Regions from separate parts of the Zea mays genome. Here region 2 is linked to region 1. A link is a contact called in public Hi-C data. All regions are on one chromosome and are shown on one strand. The core of a region is the stretch at or near the end of the contact, and the rest is flanking DNA. Distances in the headings are between cores, read along the strand shown.

What was found. A called contact is a pair of places that touch in the nucleus more often than the background predicts.
Region 2: a contact with region 1 is called in a Hi-C map of leaf, with 2.6 times the contacts expected there. The contact joins the promoter of LOC100280099 here to the promoter of LOC100272933 in region 1. A contact is called at or near these places in 6 of 25 Hi-C or Micro-C datasets (ear, endosperm, leaf and 1 more).

Annotation. Positions count from the first base shown.
Region 1 is chr6:134,532,966-134,537,525 of Zm-B73-REFERENCE-NAM-5.0, reverse strand. LOC100272933 (germin-like protein) reads left to right here and starts at 3,141. Exons shown (of 1, transcript NM_001147385.1): 1 at 3,141-4,231. The coding sequence starts at 3,190. The coding sequence ends at 3,828.
Region 2 is chr6:134,673,121-134,677,779 of Zm-B73-REFERENCE-NAM-5.0, reverse strand. LOC100280099 reads right to left here and starts at 2,617. Exons shown (of 1, transcript NM_001153037.1): 1 at 1,714-2,617. The coding sequence starts at 2,518. The coding sequence ends at 1,835. It overlaps LOC109940616 (a long non-coding RNA gene), which reads right to left and starts at 105. Exons shown (of 2, transcript XR_002263224.3): 1 at 1-105.

The DNA.
Region 1 (4,560 bases), core at 1,892-4,391:
AATTCTTCAATCTAGTATTTTAGCATGATGTTGAGTTTTGGTTTAGGATGTTCCAAGATTTGGTATGACAAGGAAAAGAAATATAAATTCATACTTTATGCAAATAGATGGAGGAAGGTTGTATGGAATAGCAAACACGGGCCAACATTAGTAAGATGCAGTGATTTGGCCAAAAGATGTGAAGCCATTAGTGGTTGCTCAATGTGAACACTTCTTGCATCCTCAGCATACTATGGATCAACATTGTCTAGAGCCTTCCACATGTCTTCATCTAAAGGGTGAACCATCACTTCCTTGTTCTCCTTCTCATCTTCTTTATGCCACCGCAAGTGCATGGACATTCTTTTTTACAAAAATAATCATTTCAGTTAAAGTGTAATGGCCTATAACAAAGTTGCTTATGTGCAACCTCTATTGTCACTGTTTCACCCTCATCATTTATAACATCGATGTACATTTTGCCACATTTTATGCACTTGTTTTCTTTCTTGTGGTTCTTCTAGAGAAGCATGGAATTATCTAGATCGACATCAATCTTTTGATAATGCATATCAAGCCCTTTGAGTAGTTATTTGGATTGGTACAAACTTGGGCAATTTACGAGGCTTCGAAAGGACACCCCTAAATAATTTTACAAGCTTGTTGTAGGAATTGTTGAAGAAAACAAATGGACTTAATAGCCATGAAGTGGATCACAAAAATGAGTAAGGTCACTCTTGTGTGGGTGTAACAGCTCTTTTGAAGCTTCTAGAAGTCGGAGAAACTCCTCTGGTGTCAACTCATCCTTAGTGTTTAGGTTAAATTTTGGCTACATATATTCGAGCATCTCGTCCATCTTATAAATGCTTGCACTATCATTCTCTTCCTCTTCTGCTATAATTGTGGTGTATTTATCACCATGAAAGACCCTCATTTCATAATCTTCAATGTGACATAGGTGTTTACTCATTGTGACCTTATCAGATAACTTTGCATTTTGACAGTTTCTGCATAGACACCAGATCTAATCGATAGTCGATAAAGAGATGACACGATTGTGCTAGTCTTAGATATGCATTCAGCTGAGTGAGCCTGACTTTTATTCCAACCATCATACATCCACCGACAATACTCAGCCATAATTGAAACTATAGAATAAAGCAAAATATAAAATGATGATTGTTTTACATTATCTATAGGTAAGGATATGTCCTAAACCCACCCAGGTGTAACTGACTCAACACGAATTTATGACGAGCCTGTAGGTTTCGAATAAAATTTTGACACCATAAACATGTTGTTCTGCACCTGCACTCCTGAAATATGATGCAGTAGAGAACAATGTAGCTAGGTTATACTGTCGGAATTTCGTTCGAACCACATAGTTCGTCATAAATATCATGCTATATTAGTCACAGTCTGCCCAAAAATGACAATTCTAGATTGATAAACCTCACATGTCACGCATGTAATAAGTTCCGACCAAACCAGATGATGCATATGTTTCATTACAGTACTAGTTTAATATCAAAATAGTTTAATAATCATACACATTTTTTTATACAGATGGTGTGACAGTGATGGCGAGTATGCACAGGCGCGCGGCGTGGCTAAGGGGTGCGGGCAGATGGTTGCGTGGTGGCGGGCGGTCGCCTGGCACTGTGCGGTCTAACGAGATGGGGACGGGCGCGACAAGACGATGCCCCTGTTTGTTTCAGCTTTTTGCAGCTTCTGGCCACCAAAAGCTGCTGCGGACTGCCAAACGCGTCAGCTTTTCAGCCAGCTTCTATAAAATTCGTTTAGGTAAAAACTATTCAAAATCAACATAAACATATAATCGGTTGAGTTGTTGCAATAGTAGGAATCCGTCACTTTCTAGATCATGAGCCCTATGAACATCTTTATCTTCCTCCGCACGTAATCCTAATAATACTCAGATTCTCCCCACAGCCAGATTCTCCTCACAACCAGATTCTCAGAAAAGCTGGTCAGAAAAAAGCTGAACCAAACAGGCCCGATGGTAGGTAGGTGCAAGAGTAGGAGCGAGCACGAGGGATGGGCAACAAGTGGTCAGGCAGGTGATGACGACGTGATGGGGAGGGCATAAGTGTAGAAGACGAGCAGCGACCACAACAATAAAACCCTACATTTCCGACGGCCAAAGTCGTCGGACATAAGCACTAAGCCGTCGGAAATAGCTTATTTTTGATGACTGAAAGCTTATTTCCAACGGTACCTGTCTCTCGGTCGTAACGGGTCAGAAATAAACTTATTTCCGACGGCGGTCGTCGAAAATAAGCTATGTCTGATGGCCGAAAGAGACCGTCAGCATTTAACCTCGATAACGGTATTACCGGTTGTTAATGGGGTCACTTCTCTTATGTCCGATGGTTTAGTGGAGGCCGTCGGACATAAGATGAGGATAGATACGAGCACGATTTATAGACCATTATTATTTTGGATCGACGGTTAGGATTTAACCACTAAATAGCCTCTTATTTTTTGGTTGGCCAGCCTACAATCCTAAAAAAATTAGACTATATTTTTGACGATGAGCCTCAAGACACCAAAATAAATCTGTTATTTTCAGCAGACTCCAATAACTGCCAAAAAATACTTTATTTTTTACAACTAAACAATAATAGACCGTCGAAAATAATAGATTTATTTTCGATGGGCTTTGTATTTTGGCCATCCAATACTATATTAATCGCAGTAAACTGTCGTTTTTCTGTAGAGTGCTGGTCTAGTCGGGAGCATATCGCTATCTTCGTAAAAAAATGTATCGCGTGTCCTATCCATAGCCCGTCCCGATCAATGTAACAATGCAGAGCAAGACGAGGCCTTTTGCTCATCAAAGCTCTGGTCCCATTTCTTCCATCCTGGAGGACATTGCATGCACCAGCTGGCAACGCTTGTCTATTGCCTCCTTTCGTCCAAATATCCCTAGCAGCGCCATGCCGACGAACACTAGCCGCATGCCTCTCATCCTAACCAAATTTCACTCACGTACGTTAACAGCAGTTAACGTACGCGCGCTGTCATTTTTTCCTCTGCGTGCATATACACATACACTGAATCACTGATACACTACGCCCTTCTTCCTTCTTCCTATATAAAGAGGCCCTAGCTCCAAGTCTACAATGCAACAGATACACACACACTCGGGTAAAGCTATCTCGAGCTAGCTAGCTGCTGTAAGCCGTTGCCATGGCCAAAATGGTGTTGCTCTGCGTGCTCGTCTCCTTCCTCCTGATGCCCTTGGCCTCCCTAGCCCTGACGCAGGACTTCTGCGTCGCCGACCTGACCTGCAGCGACACGCCGGCGGGGTACCCGTGCAAGTCCAGCGTCACCGCCAACGACTTCTACTTCCACGGCCTGGCCGGCCAGGGCAAAATAAACCCACTCATCAAGGCCGCCGTGACCCCGGCCTTCGTGGGCCAGTTCCCGGGCGTCAACGGGCTTGGCATCTCTGCGGCCAGGCTCGACATCGAGGTGGGCGGCGTCGTGCCGCTGCACACCCACCCGGCGGGCTCAGAGCTCCTCTTCGTGACCCAGGGCACCGTCGCCGCCGGCTTCATCAGCTCCGGCTCCAACACCGTCTACACCAAGACGCTGTACGCCGGCGACATCATGGTGTTCCCCCAGGGCCTGCTCCACTACCAGTACAACGCCGGCACCGGCGCTGCCGTGGGCCTCGTCGCCTTCAGCAGCCCCAACCCCGGCCTGCAGATCACCGACTTTGCGCTCTTTGCCAACAACCTCCCGTCCGCCGTCGTGGAGAAGGTCACCTTCTTGGACGACGCGCAGGTGAAGAAGCTCAAGAGTGTGCTCGGCGGCAGCGGTTAACTTGTTTTTCGAGACAATACAGTGCAGGCTGGGTATGCATCGTCGCCGTCGTCGTCTTGGTCCGTCGTCATCGAATGGAACGCGTGTGCTTGCTGCTGCATGCGTGCGTGCACCTGTCGTCGCGTGTCAAAGTACTCGTGGTCTATTTCATCTTACCCTTATTTATTCATCTACTTTTCATTCAGGGATGTATTCAGTTTCCATATTGCATTTTGTTGCAATGAAAGAGTAACATGTGCATCTGATTGGTTCAAAATAGCTTTGTGGTCGATGTCGTTTGTAAAGCTATATATGATCGCTTAAGGTTACGTTTCGCTGTTTTTTCAGTGTTTTATATATACACCACTTTGTAGTGCCGCATGCTGTTAATCTGTTCAATTACATATAGTCCTACTATTGAAATACTTATCCCATCTCACATCTAGTGCAACTGTCACTAGTACAAGAAGTCATGTAGAGGCGGTTATTAACCTATTTGTACTGTCGTTTTTTAGAACCGCTAGTGGTAGAGGTTAATAAAAATGTTTCTTTTCACAGGTAGTTAATTGAGAATCTCCAGTAGAAATCGATTTCCACTATCGGTTAAGCTAAGAAAAATAACAGTATCGGTTGTTGTAACAAAACCGCTAGTACAAATCTTTTAGGGGCCATTTGGATCCCTTCATTTTAAAGGAATTGAAATTTTCTTAATATGGTAGGTTATTTGGTTTGGAATTTGACATTTCACCACTT
Region 2 (4,659 bases), core at 1,368-3,867, 140 kb before region 1:
ACAACAATTTGATATTCTAGACTACCTGAAGCATGTAGAATCAAGGTAAATGCAGCTATAATACACTGGTAGTAGCCGAGTATATTTATGCACGCATATGTACTTGTATTTAGAAGTAGCAAATATTAGTACTTTTAAGCGGAGGTTTCTTTCTGCCATACAGGGTACTTGGGACTCGAGCTCCAGATGATTTTCTGAATAATACAATAGATTATGAATTAGAAATTTGTTATGCATAACCTTGGATAAGCATCATGCTTCAGGCCATTAAACAAACCAGCCACTAAGGAAATTATGATTCTTTATGCTACACCCAAAACAACAGAACAAGTTTAACAGCTCTTTGCAATTATGCCTATTTATGAAGTCATCTAAAAAGTTACCGAATTCTCAAAGGAACATGACTCTGAAACACCTGAAGATATCCCCATCTCCACAGCGAGTATCCCAGTTGTTACAGATGAGGAGCCCAACAAGGCCTCTCCACCAGTTGATGTTCCTAAAAAACCAGAAGCTGAGCAGGGATTGACACTATAATTGATACACTTTTTTTCATACATGCATGTAATTTTACATGAAATGAGATAGCCCTTGAACTCATTCTGTGGTATTGGGGTTGACATCTTCAGATTGAAAACCTCTTTGAAGGTTGAAAATTATTGGGATCCGAAGGAGTTTGTAATTTGTACCTGGTCTTTTTATCAATTAGTAACCATTATTACCCGGTAGTGGGAAATTGAACCAAGAAATCAGAAAGAGATAAAGAAAGGGGTTCGAGGTGCATCCTTTGGGGTGTTAACATTCGGGTCCATCCTTTTGGATTCGGCTGCCCTAACTTCGATTGATGGATTAGGAACACCATAATTAAATTCGTAACTCAGATTAGAAAAAGAGAAGGGGATTGACAAACTGAACCCTAGAACCGAAACCCTAAAATATATCCCCAAATTAGAAATCCAAAAGGATGGTTTGGGGATCAGGATGGGGGGAGCAAGGAGGTTCCTACCAGGGCTAAAGTCATAGATCGACGACGACTTACCTGGCTCTCGAGCCGACGCTCGAACATGGAGTCCCCTTGCTGGTGCGCACCGACTGGAGGTAAGGTTAGGGGAGGGAAGAAAATGAGGGAAACGAAGGGAAGACACCTCTGGAACGATGATGGGGAGGCGATCCACCATGGATCTCGTCTATGGGGACGCTTGTCCGCCGCGGTCGTGCTGGCTTCGCTGCGCTCGCTCGTGTCGCGCAACCGCCGCCAATAAAACCCTAGTCTCAGTCATCGCAGAAGGCCAGGTAGAACGATTGGTTTTATACGGTGGTACACGAGCGTAAACTTATGTATAACTAAGTGTAAACATTATAATGGGTGGACCGAATGGTGTGACTGGTCAACCGGGTGAATAGTCAGGGCTTCCTGTAGTTAAACAAAGCCCAGGGCTCTAAATATATATATATATATATATATATATATATATATATATATATATATATATATATATATATATATATATATATATATATATATATATATATCACGCTCGTTTAATTAATCTCACTTACCGTGAAATCAAACTCTTCAAAATTTGATCAAATATACATGAAACAATAGTAACAGAGGTTGCGGGTGGAATATACTTTTATAATAAAGTTATTTGAAGATATAAATGTTAATAGTATTTCTATATACTTAGTTTTTTTTTTAAAAAAAACTTGTACATAAACATGATACGCACTTATTTTAGGACGGTGGGAGTACGTTACATGACACATGCTGCGGCAAAATGCAAAGCACACCCTGAGCTTCTTAGCCATATCAATTTCAATCAAATCCTGTCTATGCTGCGGCGCTGGTGGCAGCTCGCCGACCGGGCTTGCCGACGACGACCGTGGCCAGCGCGTTCCTTAAGGCCACCGCGACGCCGCACCCCTTCACGACCCGCCTCTCGTAGCACTCACGCTCCACCGAGAAGCACCGCGGCGTGGCCTCGTCGTAGGCGCCGCCGGCCGAGATCGCGCGCCCGTGGTGGCCGCGGGAAGCCCCCACGTGCACGGCGGGCGACGACTGGACGGTGAACACGGGCGACATCGTGGACGACGTGTTGGAACTCGAGGACGACCAGGACGTGGAGGACCAGGACGGGCACGCCGACGTCGTCCGGCTGCTGCCGGGCCACCGGTGGAGGGTGATCCTGGGGAGGATGGCGGCGAGGAGGCCGGGCCGGCGGCTCCTGGAGCGGCCGGCGCCGGCGCCGCCCCGGCCTGCGGAGTAGTAGGACGGCGGCGGCGTGAGCGGCGGGAGCTCGGCCGCGGAGGACGAGTCGTGCTTGGGCGTGCCCGGCTGCGACTCCCACAGGAACGGCACCGCGCCGGCCGACGCCACGGAGTAGTACACCCGGAACGACGGTACCGCGAGCTGCGCCGCCGCCTCCTTGGAGAGCATCTTGGCGTGGAGCTTGGTCCCCTGCTTCACCAACAATCCAGGCTCCTCCTTGCCGCCGGCGCTTGCCATGGCGAACATGCACTGCGCACTCACTGACTGACACTCTGCTCTGCTAGCAGCTAGCACAGAGAGAGAGAGAGAGAGAGAGAGAGAGAGGGGAAACACAGAAAAGGAAGGTGCCGCTTGAGAGTTGAGAAGAAGGTGCGTGGCAACTACAGCAAGTGATTTTTATAATCCTGGATCAGAAGTTTGTAGTGCAGAGACCGGGAGAACCAGCCGTGTAGCAGCCAGTAGCACCAACAGTTGCTTTGATCTCTCTCACCTGCACCGGCGCTCTTTATCTGCTCTCTCTCCTCTCGGATCCGTAGCTGACTGTTGCTGCCGACCAACGAGCGTGTGACACGGCAACATTAGTGGACATAATCAAAAGAGGTTGTCCGTGAGTGACGAGAGACGCAGAATGCGGCTTTGCTGGTGTCAGCATGTGTTCAGTGGTGGTAGAAAAAAATACAACTGGGATTGCCCTCTGTTAAGAAAAAGAGGACTGAAATATTATCTCCGCCCAAAGTCAACAAAAACATCGAATGGGTTTCCGTCAAACGGTGTACGTAATGGTTCATGTCACGCCGTTTAATTCACCGCCATTGTGTAAGTAGTAGTTGCAAAGTGCAATACAACCAGCGCATTTTGGGAACCAGAACATAGATGCACCACAAAACCACGGCACTGCCCACTCCATGTAACACCATGTCCACTCCAGGATCGGCGCTACTTAATTCTGTCAGATCTCTAATATCATATTATTGTCCCTCGATTATTATCAACCCGACTGCAATCTTTTTCTGTCGGTAAGGATTGCACCAGAGCACCTTCTACTTCTAATAGGCCATGAACTATAGATAGAGAAGAATCATTCTGAGCGAGTCCATAAGAAGCGACCCACTTTTTCATCGGTTCCGGGGGAAGACCAAAGATCTTGCGCGACCGGTCCGCCAGAAAAACTCAAAAGGGGAATTCGTAAATCCTCCAAACGTAGAGCGCGTAACGCTTTGAAACCAAATACGTTACCCACAATGGAAGTAAACATGTTAGTAACAGAACCCTCTTCAAATAGGTCTAATGGATAAGCTACATAACAAATATATTGATCTGGGTCCCCAGGAACGGGCTCGATGTGATAGCATCGTCCTTTGTAACGATCAAGACTGGTAAGTCCATCAGTCCAAACAGTTGTCCATGTACCAGTAGAAGATTCCACAGCTACTGCAGCTCCTGCTTCTTCAGGCGGAACCCCGAGCTGAGGAGTTACTCGGAATGCTGCCAAGATATCACTATCCTTGGTTTCGTACTCCGGGGTGTAGTAAGTCAATTTATAATCCTTAACACCAGCTTCAAATCCAACATTTGCTTTAGTTTCTGTTTGTGGTGACATAAGTCCCTCCCTACAACTCATGAATTAAGAATTCTCACAACAACAGGGTCTACCTAATCCGGATTTGGATTCCTTTTCTATATATCCACTCATGTGGTACTTCATCATACGATTCATATAAGATCCATCTGTCTAGAGATCGTCATATACATCTAGAAAGCCGTATGCTTTGGAAGAAGCTTGTACAGTTTGGGAAGGGGTTTTTTGAGAAAAAAGAAGAATCTACTTCAACCGATATGCCCTTAGGCACGGCCATACATAACATAGGCTTAGTCCCCGACCCGAGGCTAGTCCGGTAGTCGCTGAGGCTAGCCAATCCTGTAGTAAAGGTTTCCGTAGTGAAAGGAGGCCAGGGTTGATAACAGAGGATAGAGCGTGTCAATTCACTAAAGAAAAACAGTATTTCGATACATTTATGTACGATTCAATTCCCTATAATGAGAAGGAACGTCGGATTACGGCTCAATCAGAGGGGGTTCTGGAGAGAGTCTCGATATCTTGCGAAGACTGTACAGATCAACATGAGTATTTTGTTCGTACTTTATTCTCACTCATGCGCACCCGAGAAAACTTACCGGTCGATCACCCATCCCAAATTGCTCCAAGCCAAGCATGCTTAATTTGGAGGTTCTTTTGAGATAGTCTTCCAAAAAAAGATGCACCTTATTGGTATGAGTACTCTATTAATTCTATTAAACATTGGACCAGGATATCACCGTCCACTAGGCCCAAGATATCACAATCCACCCCCTTAGAAGATCGACGTCCTCGTCGGTCAACCCCAAGC